2 separate regions of the Mus musculus genome follow, and region 1 is linked to region 2. Evidence: chromatin contacts called from public targeted proximity ligation data. All regions are on one chromosome and are shown on one strand. The core of a region is the stretch at or near the end of the contact, and the rest is flanking DNA. Distances in the headings are between cores, read along the strand shown. Region 1 has its middle 26 kb from the start of Gm32027. Region 2 has its middle 2.4 kb from the start of Gm32081.

Region 1 (4,268 bases), core at 509-3,008, 110 kb before region 2:
GGGTCACCAAACAAACGTAAAAAATGTGGTTAAAGAACCTGTAGGGAGGGGAGTGGGTGGAGAAGGGGAGTGATGTCGTCTGAACGCCTAGAGTACACAGACTTTCCTCAAGTGATAGCCCTAGACACACGAGGCAGTCTGTGTTCATGAACCACTCATTATAGGCTATACATTTTTACTTACATTACTATACAGACCAAGCCCAAGAAGTCTCTAGGCTACTTTTAGTTTTTAGACAAGGGAACTAAGACTGGAACAATGGTTGGATGTTTCTAAGCTCTCATTTCTTATGAAATGTGGGCGAGGTGCTTTTCACTCTTGTCTTCTGATTCTAAGTTTGGTTGTTGTCTTAGTTAGGGTTTCTATTCCTGCACAAACATGACCAAGAAGCAATTTGGGGAGGAAAGGGTTTATTCAGCTTACACTTCCATGTTGCTGTTTATCACCAAAGGAAGTCAGGACTGGAACTCAAGCAGGTCAGGAAGCAGGAGCTGATGCAGAGGCCGTGGAGGAATGTTACTCACTGGCATGCTTCCCCTGGCTTGCTCAGCTTGTTCTCCTATTGAACCCAAAACTACCAGCCCAAGGATGGCACCACCCACAATGGGTCTTTCCCCCTTGATCACTAATTGAGAAAATGCCTTACAGCTGGATCTCATGGAGGCATTTCCCAGCTGAATCTCCTTCCAGCTGTGTCAAGTTGACACAAAATCGCCCAGTACAGGGGTTATAGCCATGCAGATACTACTCCCCACCAGGCAAAATAGTTTCTGGGCTCAAGCAAGGGCTGGGGAGCCTTATAATTTGATTCCTAAGGTTAACTGATAAGGAATGGTGGGAGAAGACCTTTACCTTTGTGAAGTCATTTTCATTTCTAGAAGGAAAAAGATATAGAAGCCCAGAGTGTCTGGGGTCACCCTCCAACCCCACCCATAGTTTGTGATCAAAGGTGGATTTGCCATGAAACTAAGAAAGTCGAGTTCTAGAGATTCTCCTCACACAGTTCCTGCAGATGTCTGCTATTCCTAAGAACTGGAATGTTCGTGGTGGGAGACAATCAAGCTGCTATCTATCGGGAAGCATTTCTTTCTAGTCATTTCTGGTAAATGGCCCAAAAAGATCCCTCAGAGGTCACAGAAGAATAGACTGAGATGTTACTAAGATTCCAAGAATCTGTAGGCTAAATTCTCATATTTTTGTTTATTCATATTCATAATTTTATGGTTTCTCGTTAAATAAAATATCACCATTCTACAGCCAATGGGTTCTACTTCTGGTTCTGTGAAGCACCGGGAAACGGGTCAGGAAAAAGAGAGGGTCTGAGGCCGCACAAGAGGAGCTTCTGTAAGCTGCCTTCCCGGTTACATTGTCAGACATTTTCCTCTTAGAAATAATCCAGATAATCAAGTCCCATTCTCATTTCATGCTTAGATGCAATAAATCACCTCAGACTCTTTTTCCAAACCGTTTCTTTCTCACGCCCAAAGCTGGAGTCTTTCAGAAGGCTTCTGCCTTGTCTTTGTCAGAGCCATGTTGATCTTAAGTAGACTAGAGCCTGCAGGTTTACATAAGGGGACCCATATCTGTCCCCATTGTCTTTCCTATGATCCTGTCTGCCATCCTTATCTCTGCCTTATCATCCAGTTCCAAAGGGCTTGAACATCTGGGTGCTTGGTTTCCACGATGACTAAGCTCAGGAAGGCTGCAGTGAAGTTTCCTAAGACATTCTCTGTGTATTAGTCAGCTTTGCATCAGTACAATAAAAGACGGGAGGCAGGCCACTTAGGCAGTAAAAGGTTTATTTTGTGTCCTGTCTCTGTTAGTACTAGTGCAAGATTAGGCAGCCCATTCGTTTATGACCTCTGGTGAGGGCAGTGTGTCTTGGCAGAAGTGCATGTCAGAGTGAGCTGTGAGATCTTGAGGCGATAATAGAAGAGAAAAGGGTAGAAAGGAAAGAGGAAGGAGGAGAGAGAGAGAGAGAGAGAGAGAGAGAGAGAGAGAGAGAGGGAGAGAGAGAGAGAGAGGTGGAAGTTCTACAATCCCTTTAGAGATCATGTGTCCAATGCTCTATGAACCTCCCAATTCTTCCACCACTCACCAACACCCCCAGTAATACCACCTGTAGGGGGCTGAGCCTTTAAAGCAGTGGTTCTCAATGTGTGGGTCACGACCCTATAGGGATCACATATCTGATATCCTGCGTGTCAGATGTTTATATTGTAATAGTAGCAAAGTTATGAAGAAGCAACGGAGTAGTTTTATGGGTGGGTGGGGGGGTGTGGTGGGGTTCACCACTACACCAGGAACTGTATTAAAGAGTTATGGCAATAGAAAGGTCGAGAACCACTGCTTTAAAGCCTTGACCTTGGGAGAATTTCTTTTTATTCACACTATAGCATTTTTCCCTCTGTGATGACTGGAGCTGTCCAACAGAACTTCCTGCTGTGTTGGAAGCATTCCTTGTTAGTACTGCCTGAAGTAGTGGCCATTGTAGATTTTATTTTATTAAAATTTAATTCTAATAGGCTCAAATGGCTAGTATTTCCCACGTTGAGCAGCACAACTCCAGGCCTTAGAGGTCATAAAGCCCAACCTGTGGATCTGTCTATGAAACTTGTTTCAGGGTCAGAGGCATTAGAGATAGGAGCAAGCATATTGCGAATGAGAAAAACTCAGTAGTACCGAGACTCTCTATAAAATTGTAAATTGACTGCTTTTCCCTTACTCTATAATTGCCATCAAAGTGAAATGGAAACTTTTAATTGAGTACCCACAAAGTGCCAAGTATAATAAACACACACACACACACACACACACATACATATACATATATATATACACACACATATATATGAGATGAAGGTTATCGCTTTCATCCATCCATGTATTTACTATATATTTATACATACAAGAATATAAGTATATATAGTTATATATATTCATATATGTAAATCGATGTATATTATACACAAACACACACACGCACACACACACACACATACACACACACACACACACACACACACACACACACACACACACCTGTGTGCCAGAGACAAAAACATTCTGGCACCTTGTGCCTCCCTAAACTTGCGGGAACCTCTGTTATGTTGGTAACCCTAAAGATTCAGGGTGCCAGACTGAAGAAACAGAAGCTGAGAAAAGGTTTTACTACATTACATGCTGAGGAGGCTATGACCATGGGGTTGGGGGATGCGAAGAAGATCCCTGGATGAAAGATAGAAGGTACTAAGTGGAAGAAAAATGTTAAGGGGAGAAAAAGGTGACAGCCCTGGGCAGCTGATGAGGGGCATTAGAGACTTGGCTGTTAACAGGTTCAGGAAGTGCTTTGCTAAGGCGCTGGGTGCTGTGGTAATAAGAAACGTGTCCTGGGTGTTGATGGTGCTGACTTAAATCCCAGCACCCAGGAGGCAGAGGCAGGCAGATTATCCTTGAGCTCAAGGCCAGCCTGATCTACAGAGCAATTTCCAGGACAGCCAGGGCTACACAGAGAAATCTGGTTTCAAAGAGACAAAACAAAACACACACACAAAATCCAGCCCAGCACTGTGTCCCAGGCATTCTTTATGCCTATAATACCTTTGGTTCTGATCCTCTAGGTCTCAGTTAGAGTAGGAGGTGAGCTCTTAAGGCTCAGCAGCATTGGAATACTGTACTGGGACAAAATGAGAATGGCCATCAGGATGGCATGGAAGAGAATGGATGGAGACATGGGTACTGCATCTAAATTCTGCCGCTGATGTCAACACACAAGAACACATCTCTAAGAAGCAAGGCAGCGAGTACTCTTTGTCTCCGAGCTGTTCCACCTCTTGTGGTTTCTGGTCCTAAGAAATAGATACCACTATTACCTTCATTTTACAGCTAGATGCTGAGGTATAGAGATGCCCTCAGTAGCCTACTTTAGGGCTCATCATTAGTAAATCAGAGATCCAGGATAGTAACTCAGGCCATCTGTACCGAAGTCCATGATGTAATCACACATATATGCTGCCGTTGCTGTTTCTAAGTCCCATTTGTCATCTTTCAAGAGACCTGCAAATATATATGTATATATGTGTATATCTATGCATATATGTATGCATTTATAAATACATTATATAGTGCATATATAAATACATATATTTCTATATAAGTTGGGAATTATGACACTCCAGCTCAGACAGGATTGAGGGAGAAGACTCATATTGATTTGAGGTTCATACATGAATCCCCAATGGCTCCAAGGGGTGCAATGGCTTAACTGG
Region 2 (4,727 bases), core at 1,461-3,960:
GGGAGGCCTATGGCTGTTTCAGCTTTAGTCAGCCCCTTTGATGTGCTCCAGAATATGTTGTTAGGTCCCCACCCACTCCACAATGAGCAGATTCTCTATCTCCAACAAAGGTCGGCAAAATAAAGCCAGTAAATGCCATTACATTTGAATTTCAGAAAAGTATCAATAATGTATGATTATTGCCCAGATAGAAAACATGTCATTGTCACAGGGTATCCTACATTTTATATGTTCTAGGTTCAACTCCCAAGGGGTCCCTCTGGGGCAAGAAGCTGCTTCTTGTCTTCTAATGCTTTTGATCTTTTCTCCTTCGTTGGGATTCTCTCATAGGTGGGAACTTCCTATATGTCTCAGAGGGATGGATGATCCTTCAACTTTGGCTAGGCTATCTCCAGGTACCAGATTTGTTCATACCAGATGCAGCCATCTAGGAAGGAAAGCCAGGTGAGAAGATGTGGGGGCTAGCTTTCTATCTATCCTCGAGCCTCAGCTGTATAGCGCTAGCCTGTGAACTGGAGGCAGGCCAAGAGGAGTCATATCCACAGCCATGGGCCCTGACACTGTCAGCAGAGTACAAACGCCTTAGTGCGTCAGCTCACAGTGAGTCTCATAGCATTGTTCTTTCCTGATGACGGCAATATGCTCTCAGCCTGAGACCCGGATGAACCACCATTCCTCCAGCTTCAGGCCTGTAGTCACTGGAACTTTCTACCTGGGGAGTTTTGAGTTTTGAGATGTAGCTGGAACAAGAGTCGATGGATGACATGCAACAGGCAGGGAGCAGAGCTTTGGACAGCCATTTCAGGGAAGAATTGCCATCAGAGCTGCCGCACAGGTGTCTTAACAGGAATCCACAGAAAGAAACAAAAACAGAACCCTCCTGAAAGACCTTGAAAGGAGCAAAAACAGAACCGAGAAGTCAGCACGTACCACTAACTTGAAGGTGATTTAGAACAGAGCTTCTTTGCTCTGTTTAGAAAGGGTTGGCTGCATCAGGACTGCCTCCCCACATGTTTTCTTTCCTTGGGAAATCACATACAGTAGCTAGAGATCTGGGTTAACCGATGAGATAGACTTCAGCCTAGATCAGCCAGCCTGGGCCATAGCAGCCAACTGTGGTCTGAGATATAACTCATCCACACTGATCGCTGGTGCTGGTGTTATATGGAGGCCTATGGGACAAGGCTACCCCCTTGTGGTAGGGTTTGGGACTAGTCCCTAAGACATAAATTCCCTGTCAGTCATTTTAAGAAGGGCCAATTACACAGGATTAGGTGAGACCTCAGTAACAGTATCTTATGCACACAAGATTTACCTCTCCTTCTAAAAGAAAGGCTAGAAATGGCCAGTCACAGACTATTAAGGTAACTTGTTGGTCCCCCAAAGACTCAGGCTTTCATCTGTCTTTTAGGCTAAATAGTCTTAATGAATAGTTTCTTCTCAAGGTCACGGGACAGTTGCTGGGGTGCCAACCATCAAATCCATACTGTAGCCCGAATTCAAGGGGAAATAGAAGGGGAGGGGCATGCAGATGTGTGCTTGTGTGTGATGGGATGACGTGTCCCAACGGTCTCTTCCTTTAAACAGTCTTTCCGAAGTCCTCAAACACTTCCACTGTTAAGCCCTTCTAAATAAAACCTACCACCAAGGAAGTGAAGGACTAAATCTTGAATGGCAGCAGTGGTGTTTGCCTCTCTGGGAAGCAAGCAGGCCTGAGACTTTGAAAGCCATTTGACAGTTGGCCCAAATGTCCTGGCTGTGGGTGTGTGCTGGACTCTCTTACCTGGAGCCAGCCCCGAGGCCAGGAGCACCAGAAGGCTCTGGCAGGCCTGCCCTCGAGGTGACTGCTCCCTGGAATTAGAAGCACTCGCTCACAAACCTTTCTTACACCGAGGCTTGGCTCATCTCTGTGGGGCTGTGGGCACCTCAGAAGGTGGCATGGCAGGGAGGGGTGACTGTCCTGCTGCTCATTGGTAGGGGGGAAAGGTAGTTGCCACTCCGCAGACCTTGGTCATCGAGAGCTGTAGTGGGTATTTTGCTGAGGTAGGGAGCTGGTTATTTGTGGTTTATGGAGGAACCTTTAGGAAGAATCCAACTCATGAGCAGGCGAGCCCTATTTCCCTGGGCACATCAGGAGGGCCACCCTAGCTTGGTTAGGATGACAGATTGTCCTGGTTCTGGAACCATTAGTGATATAATAGAATCCTTGGACACACTGGAAGAGTCAGTCAGCTTAGTAATATGCATGTGATAATAATCATCTAGGGACCCTTAGCGTCTCCTGGGGATGCTTGGGGCTAGATGCCTGTGAGTGGTAGCCGGGGCTCAGAGCCACCAGGTTCTGTTTGATCAGAAGAAATAAAGCAAGTGGAAAAAAATCAACAAAGATTCCAAATTCCACAGCATCACCCAGAGAGCCCAGGGTCAGCCTGCTGCCTTCTCTTCAACCCCAGCTCTGCCTTAGACTAGGGCTCCTGTCCTGCCCACAAGTCACCTGTTAGTAACCCTGCAAATGTGTCCTGTTGCTTCTGAAGTTCCTTCCTAGGCTGCCCCTCCCTCAGATGCCCCTTCCAATTGCAGTTTAGGGATCACCTCTGCGGCTTCCCCAGCCCTCCCAGCCATGCTAAGTTCTCTCTCCCACAGTCCTCCAGTGTACCTGGCAAGTCTGACATGCTACATCCCTTTGTCAGTCTGGAGCACAGGTCAGCCCCTCCCACTGACTAATCATCTCCCAAGGTTTCTAGTCCTTACCCTGCAGCTAAAGTCCGACCATGTGGCTCATGTCACAGATAGTTACTTTACTAGAAGGGTGGATCAGTGTATGTATATGTTTATTAATGTTTGTGTTTATTGAAAGTTCTCCATTCTGGGCAACAGAATATTGGCCACAACTCTCAGTTGTTTCCAGTTCTGTTGATTTATTTGTTGAATGGTTTATTTAACTTGAGGCTTTGTAAAGTCAAAGTAGGATTTATAGAAAAATCTTGTCATGGAGAATAAATAAAACTCACACACATGATAAAAAAGATTCATTACTGATTTGGGTTAACTGTATTGTGTTTTCCTACAAGTTACATTAAGCACACATAGATGAAAAGTAAGTCATATTCTAGACTTATAGAACCTTTTATTGCTTCACACTGGATCTTGAAAACTCTCTAAGTGAATATGTATGCATTTAGACAGGACGGGATAAGGTAAGCTTTATTATACAATCACAGCAGGATAAAAGCACAAATGGATGCCAAACCTCAGAGAGTAAGTAAAGTGGGGTTGCCCCCCTACACACACACACACACACATTTTCATGGGAGCAAGTCTCCTCTTTGCTGTGTGTGGGTTACTTGACTCAAACTGCCACCAAAGCAGAAGAGACAGTGCTGGGCCATCCTGTGTCCAGTTCCCTGCAGATGTTGCCAAAGTCAGGTCAAGTGACCCCAGACGACCCCCTGGGAAAGGGAAAGTAGGGACCATTCAGGCCAGATGAGACGCCTGTCCTCTGGGGAAGGTGTCTCTTGGGCAACTCACTGAGGGTGGGGTAAGGGAGGAGGGAATCTCTCTCCCTCTTGAGATCCTTGGCTAGGTGAGGAAGAAAGAGGAGGCAGGCTCTGGTAGGAGGGAGACACATAACCTGGCAGCCTTCTCCGCGGGAACCTGAGCTGTTTCCCTGGGTTCTGGCGTCAGACTGTCCTAGTTGCTCACCCTGATTAGATTGTCCTGGAACAGACCATGACCATCAGGTGATTCTGATGAGGACCCATCCCGGAAGGAGCCACAGCTGGGGAATGAGTGTCCCTCCGACCCAGAGTGGGGAACCTGGGGCTCACCACAGTTCACCCCCTCTCCAGGGAGCACAATGGCCTTTCCAGTGAGTGCGGAGAGCTGAAGGGGGCTTCCCTGAGCTCTTCCCACTGCACTGGACCGACAGCAGGTGAGCAGCTTGAGCGAGAACCGCACCAGCTGTCTCTCTCAGCAGTGCCACCAGCCTGAGGCTCAAAGCTCAGTCTTTAGCTCTAGCTTCCCGAGCTGTCTGTCCCTCCTGGCTACTACACAGACTCAGGCACAGAGTCCTGGTGCTCACATCACCGAGGGAAGGTCTCTCCTTTCAGCATCCCATTTTTGCCAAACTTGCTATGAATCAATAGCCTCTCTAGGGGCTGCTTCAGGCTACAGCGGGCCAGGAGTCTAGACAGGTATGGAGCCTCTCTTTGGCTAGACCTTCCTTTCTGAGCCTCCAGCAAGAGCAGAGGCTGTGCTGAAGACTCAAGAGGACTCATCCAAGAACCCACTTCATTGAGCTCTCAGGCTGGCGACAATAGCTGTGGCTGGTCCTCAAAGCATTTCACAACCTCCCTGTGAAGAGTAACTTACTTTTCTTGGGTTAGCCTAAGCAATCCATGGGACAGACCATTTAGAACATTTCCCAAGGTCATATGAAGCGTAAATGATGGAAACAGTTTTGATTTTTTTTTTAAACTCATCAGTCTTTGACTGCAGAATTTAGGCTCTTAAACAGCATGCCACCCAGTTTTTCATCACTGAGAGTATCTTTAAGTTTACCAATGAATGTGTGCGTGTGGGCAGTCCCATAGCCCAGTAAGGCACTAAACTCTAAGGCTTGCATAGGAGACCTAATCAAACCCCAAGCCTTAGTGAAGGGCCCTCTGCCTGTGGCAGGAAAATGAACTGAAAGTAAATACATTTAGGAAAGGAGATGCAATTAAAGA

What was found.
Region 1: a contact with region 2 is called in a targeted proximity ligation map of trophoblast stem cells, with 32 read pairs. A contact is called at or near these places in 8 of 484 Hi-C or Micro-C datasets (CD4 T cells, CD8 T cells, LSK cells and 4 more) and 5 of 130 datasets of targeted methods (the NIH/3T3 cell line, differentiating embryonic stem cells, extraembryonic endoderm stem cells and 2 more).

What each region holds. Positions count from the first base shown.
Region 1 is chr19:36,288,446-36,292,713 of GRCm38.p6, reverse strand. No RefSeq gene overlaps it. Among named protein-coding and RNA genes, the nearest start is that of Gm32027, 26 kb to the right of the region's middle.
Region 2 is chr19:36,179,769-36,184,495 of GRCm38.p6, reverse strand. No RefSeq gene overlaps it. Among named protein-coding and RNA genes, the nearest start is that of Gm32081, 2.4 kb to the left of the region's middle.